Regions from separate parts of the Mus musculus genome. Here region 1 is linked to region 2. A link is a contact called in public Hi-C data. All regions are on one chromosome and are shown on one strand. The core of a region is the stretch at or near the end of the contact, and the rest is flanking DNA. Distances in the headings are between cores, read along the strand shown. Region 1 has its middle 51 kb from the start of Gm35787. Region 2 overlaps Enpep (glutamyl aminopeptidase).

Evidence for each region. A called contact is a pair of places that touch in the nucleus more often than the background predicts.
Region 1: a contact with region 2 is called in a Hi-C map of liver, with 2.6 times the contacts expected there. The contact joins two enhancer-like sites. A contact is called at or near these places in 2 of 15 datasets of contacts at CTCF or cohesin (large pre-B cells and pro-B cells), 1 of 484 Hi-C or Micro-C datasets (liver) and 1 of 9 other capture datasets (adipose tissue).

The regions. Positions count from the first base shown.
Region 1 is chr3:129,470,264-129,477,638 of GRCm38.p6, forward strand. No RefSeq gene overlaps it. Among named protein-coding and RNA genes, the nearest start is that of Gm35787, 51 kb to the left of the region's middle. Within about 2 kb of position 1,953, at least 10 of the 459 cell types and tissues checked have an H3K27ac peak or open chromatin away from gene starts, as enhancers often do. A contact at or near this core is called in liver, where this site is marked.
Region 2 is chr3:129,292,862-129,299,630 of GRCm38.p6, forward strand. It overlaps Enpep (glutamyl aminopeptidase), which reads right to left. Exons shown (of 20, transcript NM_007934.3): 9 at 6,237-6,302; 10 at 5,969-6,120; 11 at 345-424. Among named protein-coding and RNA genes, the nearest start is that of Enpep, 37 kb to the right of the region's middle. Within about 2 kb of position 4,325, at least 18 of the 459 cell types and tissues checked have an H3K27ac peak or open chromatin away from gene starts, as enhancers often do. A contact at or near this core is called in liver, where this site is marked.

The DNA of each region.
Region 1 (7,375 bases), core at 703-3,202, 180 kb after region 2:
AGGTTCTCATTTCTTGGAAACAGAAACCCAGGCCTAGTCTCTCAAACTGCCAGTTTGCAGCGTATCATGGAGTCAGCCTGGCTCTGGGTAACTCGGTCCTCTGAACAGTACTGCCTTGAGAGGTGAGAGGCATGTGCACCCACACCCAGCCTTCTACACAGATGCTGGGGACTTGAGCCTAGGTTGTCTGGCTTTCACACCACACACTCTTATCCAGCGAGACAACTCTCCAGCTCCATGTACGAAATCTTTAGAAAAAAGGGCTGGGAGATAGCTCAGAGATTAAGAGCACTAAATGCTCTTCTAGAGGTCCTGAGTTCAAATCCCAGCAACCACATGGTGGCTCACAACCATCTGTAATGGGATCAGATGCCCTCTTCTGGTGTGTCTGAAGACTGTTACAGTGTACTTACATATAATAAATAAATAAATCTTTAAAAAAAATCTTTAGAAAAAACCAGAGCTTCCTAGAAAGGGCTCATTATGCAAAATTTGCCCCTTCTTCAAATACACTGGCCTCACTTAGATACAGAAAGAATTGTCTAAGAGCGTAAAGAGATCAACATTTTTAAATGAGATTTGCGGTAATATAAAGAGACCATGCACCCCCAACTTCAAGTGAATTATAATCTTTTACTGTTAGCAGATAACGGGGAAAGGGGCCTAGTATAAACTCCTAAACCTAAGAACAGTGGAAGGAACATTGCCTGTTCCAGGTCTGAGAGAAGCAATCTCCCAAATTCCCGGGAGAAAGCAAAGGGAAGATAAGTATTCATGTCTGTGAAGGAGGCCAGTGAGATTCACTGTCCAGGTATATCCTGTCTTACACACACACACACACACATGCACACAAACACACACACATGCATGCACACACACACTAACAACAGACATAATCCCGTTTTTCAATTTACATATAAGAAAAATTAGGAAGACAATATTGTTGAGATAAAACTATCAAGCTTGGGACTAAAGCCAAGGCATCTAACTCTCTTTCTTTCCCCCAAGCCCTGCCTCGTCTCTCTATCTCTTCCCTCTCTCTCTCTCTGTCTTTCACCTCCTGCATCTCCTCTCCCTCTTCTTTCTCTCTGTCTCTCTCTCTCTCTGTCTCTCTCTCTCTCTCTGTCTCTCTCTCTCATTCTGTCATTTTTTGACATTATACCATATCTTCTCCCCCACCCCCAGGTATGAACCCCTAGTACAATGTTGACCTGCCACTGACCTGCAAGAGTTTGCTCAACTCCCGTTCAATGAGGTGAGGGGTAACTTCAGTACATTAGCTTCCTGGATTTCTGGACTTGTAAACTTGCCTCTACCCATATCACAAACCCCTAAGCCTGGTCTAGTCCATACCTGAATAGATTTTATGTGTTTTCATAGCTGCTGAGAAGTTGTTGGTTTTTTTTGTTTGTTTGTTTTTTGTTTTTTACCATTTAGTTTATGTCATCATAGAATAAGAATCCAACCTTCAGGAGTCCATTCTCTCTTTCTCTCACGTGGGTCCCAGGAATCAAATTCATGTCACCAAGCTTGGTGGCAGGTGCCTTTACCCACTGAGCAACCTCACTAGCAGAGTTTAGTGTTTCAAATGAAGATTTTTCAAACATGAAATGCCAACGTTGATGATTAAAAACAAAAGTTCCCGAACAAGCAAGCACAACGCAAAATGGGTGCCTGCCTTTCATGCCATTTACATGTGCCGGCCCACTCCTCAGGCGCTGAGCCTCTCAGAGCGATGAGCCCCGGGTCCTTGTGGCCATTTTAATTTCTGTTTCATTGGGATTAGCCTGTCTTCGAAGGTTTCCTGTCTCTCGCCGTTTTCATCCTCATCTAATCCATGAAGAGAAGTTGTTTTGCAATCTGACTTCCAGCAGCCGAGGTTGAAAAGATGACCATGCACATTTTTATCAGCAGTGTCAGCAGGTCAGACTTTGCACTGCTATCTGGCGAGAAGAGCTCGCAAACCATTCCCGACTTCCTAACAGCGTTCTTGCCCTCCCCACCTCCCAGGTCATGCATGGCATTAACGGTGCCTACTGTTCTCTTACCTTACATTAACACCAGGGCCTCGACTCTGCCAATGAAACATTAGTGGTTAGGCATATCCAAAGCTATGAAAGTCAGTAAATGATTGGAATTACTTCTGGCCACCCAGGTAAGGCACATTTGGGAGTAGTGACCAAATAGAAGATGATGAAACTGAAGAGGATACAGGTAGGTTCCTAGCTCACCACAGAAAGATCCCATGTATTGGAAGGCAGCCTAGCCCAGCTAAGCCCCTACAGACTCACAAGAACTATGGTCTATTGTGTGATGCCAAGATTTCACAGTTTGATTTATATTTTTTTTTTCAACCATAGCTACCTGGAACATCGCCTTGTGCTACTGGATTCCTGTTGCTTTTCAACAAATGCTTCCAAGGAAAAGGGGTGTAAAATGGCAAATACTTTTATCTTACAAACGTCTTAGTTAGGGTTTTACTACTGTGAACAGACACCATGACCAATGCAACTCTTATAAGGACAACATTTAATGGAGGCTGGCTTACAGGTTCAGAGGTTCAGTCTATTATCAAGGCGGGAGCATGGCAGTGTCCAGGCCGGCATGGTGCAGGAGGAGCTGAGTGTTCTACATCTTCATCTGAAGGCTGCTAGCAGAATACTGACTTCCAGGCAGCAGGGATGAGGGTCTTAAGCCCACACCCACAGTTACACACCTACCTCTACAAGGCCACACCTCCTAATGTCGCTTTCTGAGCCAAGCATATACAAACCATCACACAAGGCCTGTAGATGGGGTTGTTTTGTTTTCTTGCTATGAAGCCAAGGTTGGTCTCAAACTTCACATTTAGCCCAGGATGCTTGGGAACCGTGTAACTCTCCTAACTTAACCTCCAGAGCCGGTGGCTGGTCACTGTGCCCAGCTGAGAGTGTAGAAGAGCCCGAGGTAGGTGTTGCTGGCTCATAATATGTAATGCAAATACAGTAGGATCTTTCACAGTCACCCAAAGTGCAATCAGGGAACTGAGGCAGAAGGCTTGCTTCCAGAATGGCTAGCTCACGGGCTTACAATAGGGTGCCCCGTGTTGCCCGATGAGCAGGATACCTCGAGGCCTTACCATGAAAAATACTCCAAGGCTACTCCAGTATCCTCAAGCAGGACAGCTTCCTTTCCTATGAAAAGAGGAACACCCATGACTTGAAGGGCTAGTCTCCAATACCATACTTCCTCCATCACTCACTCAGCCTTATCATTAGAAAAGGCCAAAACCCCCAACACATATTCAAAGTCTGAAAAAACAGGCATCTTTCTAAGAGAGGGTGAGCTGAGATGGCATACATGCTTTCTCCAACACAGAATGCCATCCAGCTACATATTATACATCTCCGCCACATACAGTGTACATCCCCCCTACCAGTATACGAGTATACCAGCTATAGTGCATGCTCATTTGTTCTGAAGGATTCCGAGGCTCATCCCTGCCCTCATGTCAGACTCCATAATCTAAGTCAGACACAGGTGCACTTATCTGTTGTTGTATCTGAAACACCATTCTCACCCTTGCAGAACCTGTGCACTAAAAAAGCCAGCCACCCACTCCTCCCCCAGTCCCTTCAGCCAATGAAATGAAAACTGTAGGAGCCAAGGGACAAGATGCTAATGCTGTTTGGTGCACGTTGCCACTTTCCTCATTAAGTATCTAGGGAACATATTGTTCCTCTTTGTCCAAGAACACACAGAGCTGTGCCTGGAAACCTGAATGTTATCCATAGTGAAAGGATAAAATGACCATAGTAATCAAGAGGCTGGAGAGATGGCTCAGCAGCTAAGAACATTTATGGCTTTTTACAGAGGACCCAGATACAAGTGCCAGCATCTGCTTGGAGACTTACGCTGTCTGGAACTTTAGTTCCAGGAGATCCGACACCCTCTTCTGACTTCCTCGGGCACCAGACAGGTACACGTAGGCAAGAAAGATTGCTTTACAAAAAGGAAAGGTGGGGGTAAGTTGTAAAATGACTGCAAACCTGAGAGGTTATCAGTTAATACTTTTGGTATGTGGTGTCTGGGTTTGTCAGGGTTCTCTAAGGAACAGAGCCTTCGCAGTTGGCATAGTCCCCATCATAGCGTCTCTAAGTAGGGAGTTTAGTTGCTCAGTACACAGGGTTGCTCCTTCAGCAGTCCCAGTCTACCACCCAAAGCCTAGAAGGTTCCTGGAGAGATGCTGGCCCCAGGTCTGAGACAAAAGCATGGAGGTGCTGCTTCTGATACCAGAGAAGGAGGAACTGGGGAGCAACAACAGGAGAAGTTAACTCACCAGCAGTTAACAGTTGTGGACCGGCCTGGTGCTGTTCTTGTGAACCAATCACCAAATGAATAAAGGAGCCAATCACTGGACGAGTAGGCAGGACTTCTGGATTGGGCGGAGTAAGAGAGGAAGCAGGAGGGTGTTAGGTCCTCTTTGGAACAGGGCAGCAGAGCGGTAAGATGTAGCTGCAAGAGTATCGTGGCAGAGCCGCAAGGTTTCATCATCAGAGGAATCAGATTTTAATACGGCTTACAAGATTAGGTTTTAGCTGTTGCCCCCAGAGATTGAGTTACCATTTTTTTTAAAACTAAGTTTGTGTTGCGTTTTCCTTTTGCATTCAGTGGCTCTTCTGGGCTCCAGAGAGAAAGATACAGAGGCAAAGCAAAGCGTGGGCTTGCCTGACGGGCACCACAAAGGCCCATGGGGGATTTGAAGCATGGGGCCGGCATGGTAGCGACCTGCCAGTGGGAACCTAGTGAGCTGGGTGGAGAGATTGTGGAGTTCTGAGTCTCCAGAAGATAAAAACAGCTTGGCCAATGCCCGCCAGTACCTGGCTGGAGCGGATGCATGCCGGTTCTACAGTCTTTTTTTTTTTTTTTTAAATCCCGCAACCATTAACTCCATGCCCCACCTCTCCCCCAGTTATCTGGGCTGATCCCAGAAGGCACTGCAGATAATTTCACATCAATCAAGGCAATCTGGACCCTGACTAAAGTGCAGCTTCCTATTTAGGGGAGTCTAATTTGTGGCAGGGTGACATTAAAACCAACCATGATAGGGCCAAACACCAATAGTCCCAGAATTTGGAAAGCTGAGGCAGAAAGTTTGTAAGTTTAAACTCACAGTCTGGGCTACACACAGGCCCTATCTCAAATAAGAGTGAAGACAGCAACAATTTTAATGATAGTTAGGGAGCTCTGTCCCTCCTTAGCATAGCCATCGCCATTTTGTTCCATGCCTGCCAGCTATTTCATATTGTTGCTGTAATATGCCTGCCGGCCACTGAGACAGTAAAGTAACTTGACTCAGAGCAGGGTCATGCTGACCACATACCCTGCTATGTTCCGTATGCTCTGACGTTTGTTAATCTTAAGGAATTAACTTAATTAATTAATTAATTAATTAAGGACAACTGTAAGTTCCACGTAGGACCAATCAGAATAAAAATCAGAACTGTTCTGTCTAGCTAGCCAAAATAGCTTGCGTCAGAGCTGACCACTGGGCAGCACTTCCTGTACCTACATAGGAGCTCATTGTGGGTTTTGTGGCTTTAGCCTTTATACGCTGACAATGGAAGATGTTCATCTTCATGGCTCAGCCCCAGAATTCTGAGCTACAGCCCTGATGGATCAGTCTTAGCGTGTGTATTCAATAAACCATCTCTGTCTGATGGAATCAGTGTTCCTGTGGTTTGTGGAGTGACTCCTAAACCCCAACAATGGTGATGATGGTGGTGGTGATGATGGTGATGATGGTGATAATGATAATTTAACCCAGAACGTTTAAATTATGAAAAGCTCAGTTAACATAATGTCACCACTATTATAAAAGACAGTCCATACTCGGATAATATGTCTTACCAAACCGAACATATTTATACCAAAAACATCACCTACATAAACCCTAATCGTGAAGCAGTTTGTTTAAGTTTTCAATGGCTTTCAAATTCCTTTTCTTCTCTATGCATAGCACTTGGGACTTTGTTTTGCTTCATTTTGAGACGGGATCTCACTACTTAACCCTAGCTAGCTGGCAGCTAACTCTGTGTGCACCAGCTGAGCCCTGAACATGCTGCAATCCTCACAATTCTGCCATCACAGCTGGCTTGGAGATAACCAATGAAATCTGAAAGTCAGCCTAATGAATGGCAAGAAGGATGCTTGCAGCACATGGTGGGAAAGGGTGTATGTTCCCTCTTATCCATCTGTCCATCCATCTGTCTATCTACCCATCCATCCAACCAACAGTCCTCATCCTAGTTAAGTCCCCCTTCGAGAAGCCAGACTTCGATATAGTTTTGCTTTTTAATTCACTCTGTCTGATAGGTCCTGCTTGCTTTCTATCTGCGTTAGGATTTCATTGCTGTAAAGAGACACCATGACCATAGCCAACTCTTATAAAGGAAACCGTTTAGGTGGGGCTGCTTTACAGTGAGGAGATTTAGTCCATGGCAGGAAACTTGGTGGCATGCAGGCAGACATGATGCTGGAGAAGGAGCTGAGAGTTCTACATCTTGATCCACAGGCAGCAGAAGGAGACTCTGTGTGTGTGTGTGTGTGTGTGTGTACCACACTTGCCATAGTTTCAGCACATATGAGACCTCCAAGCCTGTCCCCACAATGATACACTTCCTCCAACAAGGCCACACCTCGTAATATTACCTATGGGCCAAGCAAGAGTCTATGGGGCTTTTCCCATTCAAACTACCACCCTTTCTTTTATCCTTTTAGTTCTGAGCCAGGATCTTACTCTATAGCTGTTTGGCCTAAAACAGCTTGGTCTGGAGACCAAGTAAAGCTGAAATTTAAGGGAATGTTCCTGCCTCTGCCTCTGATGTGGCAATTACAGGTACTATGCTGAGTTCCTGCTTTTAGTCAAGTTACCAAGGCAGATAGATTTAGATAAGCCATAGTATTATTTTTTGTTTGTTTTCTATTTCATGTTTTCTGTCTTCTTCTGGACTATTGAAATGTTTTCAAGTTCCAAGCCAAGCGTGGTGGCATATGCCTTTAATCCCAACAGTTGGGAGACAGAGGTAGGTGGATCTATGTGAGTTCCAGGCCAGCCTGGTCTACAAAGTGACTTTCAGAACAGCCAAGGCTATTACACAGAGAAACACCATCTTGAAAGACCAAAAGCAACCAAGAAAACAAATAAGCAAATGTTCTGTGGACTTTTTAAACTATCTGTGTGTTAATTTTCAATGGGTCTAATAAAGATTTTGTGTATTGCCCTCATCATTTATCTTTAATTTTTTGCACTATACCTGGAGCAAGAATTGCATCACCTAACTTAAAATGTAGAAGCCTCACCCTGACACAGAACCATTAACCACCCAGGTCCTTC
Region 2 (6,769 bases), core at 3,075-5,574:
AGAGAGGAGAAAAGGAAGAAAGGACGGAAGGGTGGGGGCAGGGAGGAAGCCAGGAAAGGTCGGAACCTAACGGCTTGATTTCCCAGTGATTGACAGGTAAGTAAAATTCCTTTGGCTCTGGCGATTTTTTCTTGTCTGCCATGATAAATCACTAAAGGATCGTGTCAAGGTGGGGAAGTTCTCATCGTAGACAAAAGTTTAGATTTGTGGGTAAGTTAGCTGAGAGATGACTTTCAGCGGAAACTCACAAGTTTTGGCTGAAAGTTTGGCCTTGCTGTGTTTCTGTTTGTTTCCTGAAATGCATCAATTCACAGAAGAAATGAATGTGTTAAATAAATACTTACCTCCTTTGTCTAACCTATTGTACACGGTGATCCTTGAGTTGTCATTATCAGCCCATCTGACTGGAATATTCCATGTGTAACTAAAAATTTTAAGAAGGAAACACTTAATCATGGGAAGCTTAAGTATCAAAATCAACCGATGAACACATTTTTCCTTATAAATGATTGGCAGTGCGTAGTACACAACACACACAATCTGTAAAATGTACTTCTGGGAAGAAGATAGGTCATGCCAGAGAGTTCTGTTTCTATAAATCTATAAAATGTACATGAAATTAGATAAGGGAGAAGAAAATCCAATATTCAGTAAAAAAATGTTTTGAAAGAAATATTTTTGCACAATGCAACTTGTATAAATGTAGCATTTGGAATCATAGCACGGAGATCCTCTGCATTCAAGCCTATGTAGGTTCAAGCATGGTGTGTTTTCTTTTATCAAATTATACTGAAATTCTGCCTTCCTTCCCACTAAGCATTACGTGTTCGTCTCTAAAGTTCGCTTAGTAACTAACTGCAGCCATGACATCGGTGCTGCAAGGGAAACTCACCCCCTAAGCTTATTTCAGTGGCCTCCTTTGCTATTTAGTATTTCAGTCACATCAGGGGAGGAGAAAGGGGTGCCGATTTTGTTCTACTGTTTGTGTCAGTTTTGTGAAATCAGAGGGTTGATTCTAGCCTCCCCCACCCCCAGCATGCCAAGGATGCCCTTTAACAATGAGCTACGACTTAATTTTTTATTTTGAGACAAAGCCCCTTTAGACTTCCCAGGCTAGCTTTGAACTCATTCTGCAGCCCAGGCAAGTCTTGAACTTGCCACCCTCCTGTCTCCAGTAGAATAGCTACATAGTTCAGGAGACCAGTGGCTCCCTTGGTTCTCCAGTGACTGTTGTGGATGCTTCAGGCTTACCCAATGCCACCTCCTTACATTTCTCTCCCCTCCCTGACTGGGTATGCTTTCCAAACTGGCTGCGTGGCAGATGCCCTCAGGCTGCTGGAGCCTGAAAGCCCAAAGATCCAGGAAACTTATTCCTCTGAATGTGGCCCTTCTTCCTTCGTGGTGGATGGGTGTGGTGACAACCTATCTTACCTAATCTGCCAAGTACATCTGAGCAGGCTCCAGAGCTTCCCTGTAGTTGGCAGCCAGCGAGTCTCTACAGATCCCGCTTCGTACAGCACTCCTGCAGGTGCCCCCACCCCCATCCCTGCTCCCTCCTTCACTTGCCATCTCCAGGTACGTTTTTAGGGAGCTCTACGACTTCTCAGAAGAGGAACAAAGCAGACTGTAACAAATCCCATTCTATATTCTTGCCGTGCTGCTAGTGCAGGGCTAACCGGAAGAACAGTCGAGCTTCCCCATCTTCCCTAGTGCCAGCCTGACCCAACCTGGAACAGCTGGGGGCTTCATGATCTATGAGCACAGTCTTCATATAGGGTGTTCTCCTCCCTGGGACTCTACCACACTAAAGGCTGGTAGAAGATGTGTTACTGGAAACAGATATAAAACACGCTATCCTGGGATGTCTAAGAGTGCCGTAAGTCAAAATGAAGGAAGGCAGTGGCGCTACTGCTCTCTTCTAATTTTAGAATCCTGATATTGTACCTAATCTCCGCTGAGTAAAGAAAAAGATTTGGGAGCATAATATGTCCAAGAGCAGGAGCCAAGTAAATGAAGGCTGTTACATGTTATCTAAATTCAGCAGTATCAGGGGTCGTTCCTGAAGGTGTAACTAGTGTTCTGACTGTCTTACAGGCTCCATCAGTGCTAAATATGGCCAGTCTAATTTTTGCCGCTGACACTGACTTAATCTTCTATGATGGCACCCCTACTCCCAATCTTCTGTCTCTTAATGTGGAATGGGCACCCGGGGTCCTGATAGGAAGAAATCCCACAGACAGAGATGAGACATTTGAAGAGATGGCGGAGACCACAATATGACTCACATAGGGTTCATCTGAATGAGAGAACTTTCTGCTCTATGCTTCTCCTAATCTTGGATTAAGCAAACAGAAAGACACTCAGAAGAGGTCAGTCAGCCCACAGTGTAACCGAGAGCACAAAAGAGCAGCTTGGAAGAGGGAGGGCTAAGCCTTAGCCTAGGAAAGGGCCAGTCCCACCCACCCCACTGTGGGTGAAGGTGCTGCTTAGACATTCTTATTCACATATGCTAATTATACAAGATAGCAGGATGCCTGAAAGTATTTATTGCTGTCTAATATTTTGATAAGGAGAAACATGAGGAAAACTCGTTTCCGTTTGGAAATCTCTTGCTTCTTTGTTCAGCTACTATTGATTTGTAACAAATTGTTCTCAGTGAGGAAGAAAGAGCAGATTTTCTGTTTCTTTTCCTGTGAGTATATAATTCTATTTTATAAATCCAACACAAATAAATCTACTTTATGATAATTTTAGAGGCTAAAATTCATGCCTGTAGGAATCACAATAAGATGCATACAATATCTGGTTAAAAACTTAAGAAAAAGATTAAGTATCAATGCTACAACTGTAATCTCTTGCTGAATAAAATTTAAAAATTTATGGTAACAAAAAGGGATTTTATTCTTAATGATGTGTTTGGTTCACTTAGTTGTAATTTTTTTAGGGGAAGGGTCTGTATAGACCAGAATGGATAAACCAGGAGGTTTGTTTCTGGTTTGTTTGTTTGTTTGTTACTCCAATCCCTCTAGCTCAAACAAAGCAAGAGCTGTCTTTGCTTAATAAATCAGTGGCTACCCATGACAGGAGGAAACAATTACTGGGAAACCTGCCTAGTGGAAGGTTGTTTTGCAAGACAGAGGATGTTGCTGCCTTACTCACTGTAACATCCAATGCGCATGTTGTCACTGGAGGGAACTTGGGAAAATACAAATGTCATCTGTCAGTGTTCTCCCTCCGGTCCCTTGATTTCTCACTATCCTAGCCAATGTCTCCACCCTCTATTGTGGCTTGCATCCCTGTCCCAGGCTTTCCCTCCCTCTCCTTCCTTGCCCACCCCCCCAGTCTTCCTATGCAGCCTTGTAGCTAGTCTGCCTGCATTCAAATGAAGGTCCCATCACTTCCTCTCTGAGCAACCTTGAATGAGTTGCATAACCGCTTTCTGCCTCGATTTTCACATTTCCCCCCCATAAAATAGATCCAAAGATCCTCTCCTATCTGTGTGGTTTCCATGTGGGTCATCAGATTTGGCTGCCAGTGCCCTCCCCCACTAAGCCACTGACCCTATAATTTGTGCTTTAACTAGATTTATAAAAATATACAAGAAATAAAAATGTAGATGATACAGATTTGTACATCTTAGTTGAATCTTCATACTTTGAAATTACTAGTTTTGGGGTTTTTTTGGTTTGTTTTGTTTTTGAGACAAGATATCTTTATATATAGCCTTGGCTATCCTGGAACTCAATCTGTAGACCAAGCTAGCCTCAAATTCTTGAAATCTGTCTGTTTGTCCCCACTGGGTGCTGGGATTAAAGGTGTGTGCCACCACTGTCTGGCTTAGAAATAAAGTTTTAATTAGAAGTGTTTAGATGAACTTGGTCCCATGTATAAGTTTATGTGTTTTATATATAAGATAATTTGATTAAATTTCAAAGTGAAGTGCTGCTTAAATGGTCAGGGGAATTTGCCTTGGGCAATTTGTACATAAGTTCATAATTAATAAAAAGTTTGAAGAGCTGGTGCTGAAAACCCTAGGCTGTCACATCCCTTCCTTGGGCACAAGCTTCTGGCCTGGCTCTCCAGTTTAACTTGACTAACATTACCCAATATGTTCTACTTTAACCACGAGAGGCACGGGCTAGTTCCCTCATGTTACTACTTCTGTTTCCCTTTAACAGTAAACATTTTCAAAATAAAATCATTCTCAAGCTTCTCCCTGGGTCACACGTGGACCTCTAGGGGAGAGTCTTGCCCCACCTTTTTTGGTGTGACTGTCGTTCTGTGACATGCCACTAGCCACTGAGGGTTTCACAACCAGCTCTCAGTTCACAGAGGTCAATTCACAGAGTTTGTTCATTTCCATGTGATACACCCATGGGACCCAAGGACAAGCTACACACACTATCCCTGCCAGCTGGCAAGGATCCAGCTCCTGCCACACTGGGTCAGGTCCTATCACTCGCCCACAGACTCTGCCACTGTGCCTAGCTGTTCACCCCTTCTTCGGACACTAGGCTTTCAGGTTTGCCTTCTTCATAGTTACCATCTCGTTGTGTCAGTTTTACATTTTTGGAGAATTTCTCCCAAATTTACTTCATTGAAAATTTTAGTCTTCCTTCTGGGTTCTCAATTTGCCTTTCGAAGGCACTGTGTCTTGTACAATAAGCACATAGCTTTTTTTTTTTAAGTCTGAATATTTCTTATAATTTTCTCTTTCTTTCTTTCCCCCCTTTTTTTCTTCCCATTTTTGGTTCCTGATTAATGTCCGTAGAGTCGGGACTTTTTCATTTGTCCACCTGGGATTGTTTAAGCTTTCATGCTTAGCCATTTTTCATGTGTCTTCTAATTCTCCACTGTCTATTCATATTTAAGAAAGGAGAGTTGAGTTGATCACGTTGTTGTTCTGAGTCTGCATGTGTGATGTGTGCATCTGTGTGTGGGTGTGCATATCCACTTGTGTGGACGTGAGAGGATCCTTACCATCCACCGTATATGAGACAAGGTCTCTCTGTTGTCCACTTTCGCGTATGCAGACGGGCTGAGGATTCTGGGGAATGTCCTGAGGCCACTATGCGTCTTACCATAGAGGTACTGGGGCTGCCAGTGCGTGCTGCTCTATCTGGCCTCACATGGGTTCTAGGGATGCAAACTCGGACCCTCAAGCTTTCATGGCACGTCTGTTACCAACTAAATCATCTCTCAAAACGGAATTGATTACTCTTGAGGGCTTGGATGCTACCCCTTCTACAGAGGAGGAAGATAGGTTTTGGAAACAAGCCTCTCCCGTGAGCAGTCGTAGGGGAAGCCCAGCCCATGCTCCTTGCAAGGATGGCTTTGCTCCGGAGCCTCCACTGTGGAAGTCTTTGGCTGTCCTCTACTGTTTTAGTATATTTGGAAGGGGGTGGGGAACAAGCCATCTGGATTCCTGCCTGCTGTCACTGCCAGACTTCTGAGAGTTCTCTAACAGTGAGGGCAAGAGTGATGGGTGGGAATGAAGCGGAGGAGTAGGTCCGAAAGGCACAGCCTGGGCTCACTACTCAACCCATTTTTCAGATCCTCTGTATTCTTTATTGTGCACTGCACACTGTAAGTGCAGAGCCTGCCTAGGGAGGTCACTGTAATTATCTGTCAACATCTTTCCCAGTTCCCTTTGGACCATGATTTTCCCTTTAGCCTTTCTCCCAGCATTCCATACTGCCCACAGCCCCGCCCACTCATGTTCAACACCTGGCTTTATTTTTTTCCACTGCTTCCACTCTTTTATTCTTTGATGTCCATGTCCACATAGAAGATAAACGTGGGCAAACGCTCAGTTCTGCCACTTGGCTAGCCTTGACCTCTCTGTTGCCTAAAGGCTGTACCTTTACACTGTCACATGCCAATCATACCACGAAGGCAGGACCTAAGTGTACGAGCAGTATTTCTGCTGAGTAATTTCTCCTGTTCTTTTAAAGTGAGTCATCTTTACCCGAGCTCTGACGGTGGCTGCGAAGGATCAGCTTTGGAGTCCAACAGAAAGCGTTTCTGGGTGATGTTCTGCCTTCCACTCACAGTGACCACAGGATAACCCATCTGGCTAGTCCAGGTGTCCATCACTTCTTTCACTGGCAGATTGCTTGCCTGTGGTTGGGAGGACAATGGAGCTCCATTAGTTTGTAAATGCGGGGAAATTAAAAATAATTAGTGATATTAAAATGTAAATTGCTTCGGAATTGAGCGGACAAGGCCTTCCTCACCTCTTGCAGTGAATCCCAAAAGTCGGAAGTTTTTGCATTCGCGAACTGGAATTTTTTCAAGTAAATCTGTAAAAGATGAGTACTTTAAAGGCCAGTCTTCCTTCACCCAAACCTCCCATAACTGCTCCTGGTGTTTCCATGGCATGAGATAACATAAGCACACACACACACACACACACACACACACACACACACACAAACACCATCCAAGAAACAGCAGTGACTTTCTTGCAGTAAAACATCATTTCCAGACACTGATATTTCAGTGCTGTTTGATTTTCATATGATTAAGTATTGTTTCCATTTTTCAGCCGTCTTAAAGGTGGACACTTCCTCAGTTCTTGAACTTAAATGCTAGTGGGTCGAATTTGCCATGCTAAGGAAGAGAACAGGCATGAAGTCTTTTGAATAATGATCAAGGTGGTTATGAGTAGATAGGAGAAGTTACTCACTTAGGAGAGCAAGTCTTTATTCTTCAAATACTTTTAAAACATAAATCTTTTAAATAGAAAGCTGTCCCTTTGGAAGTTTTG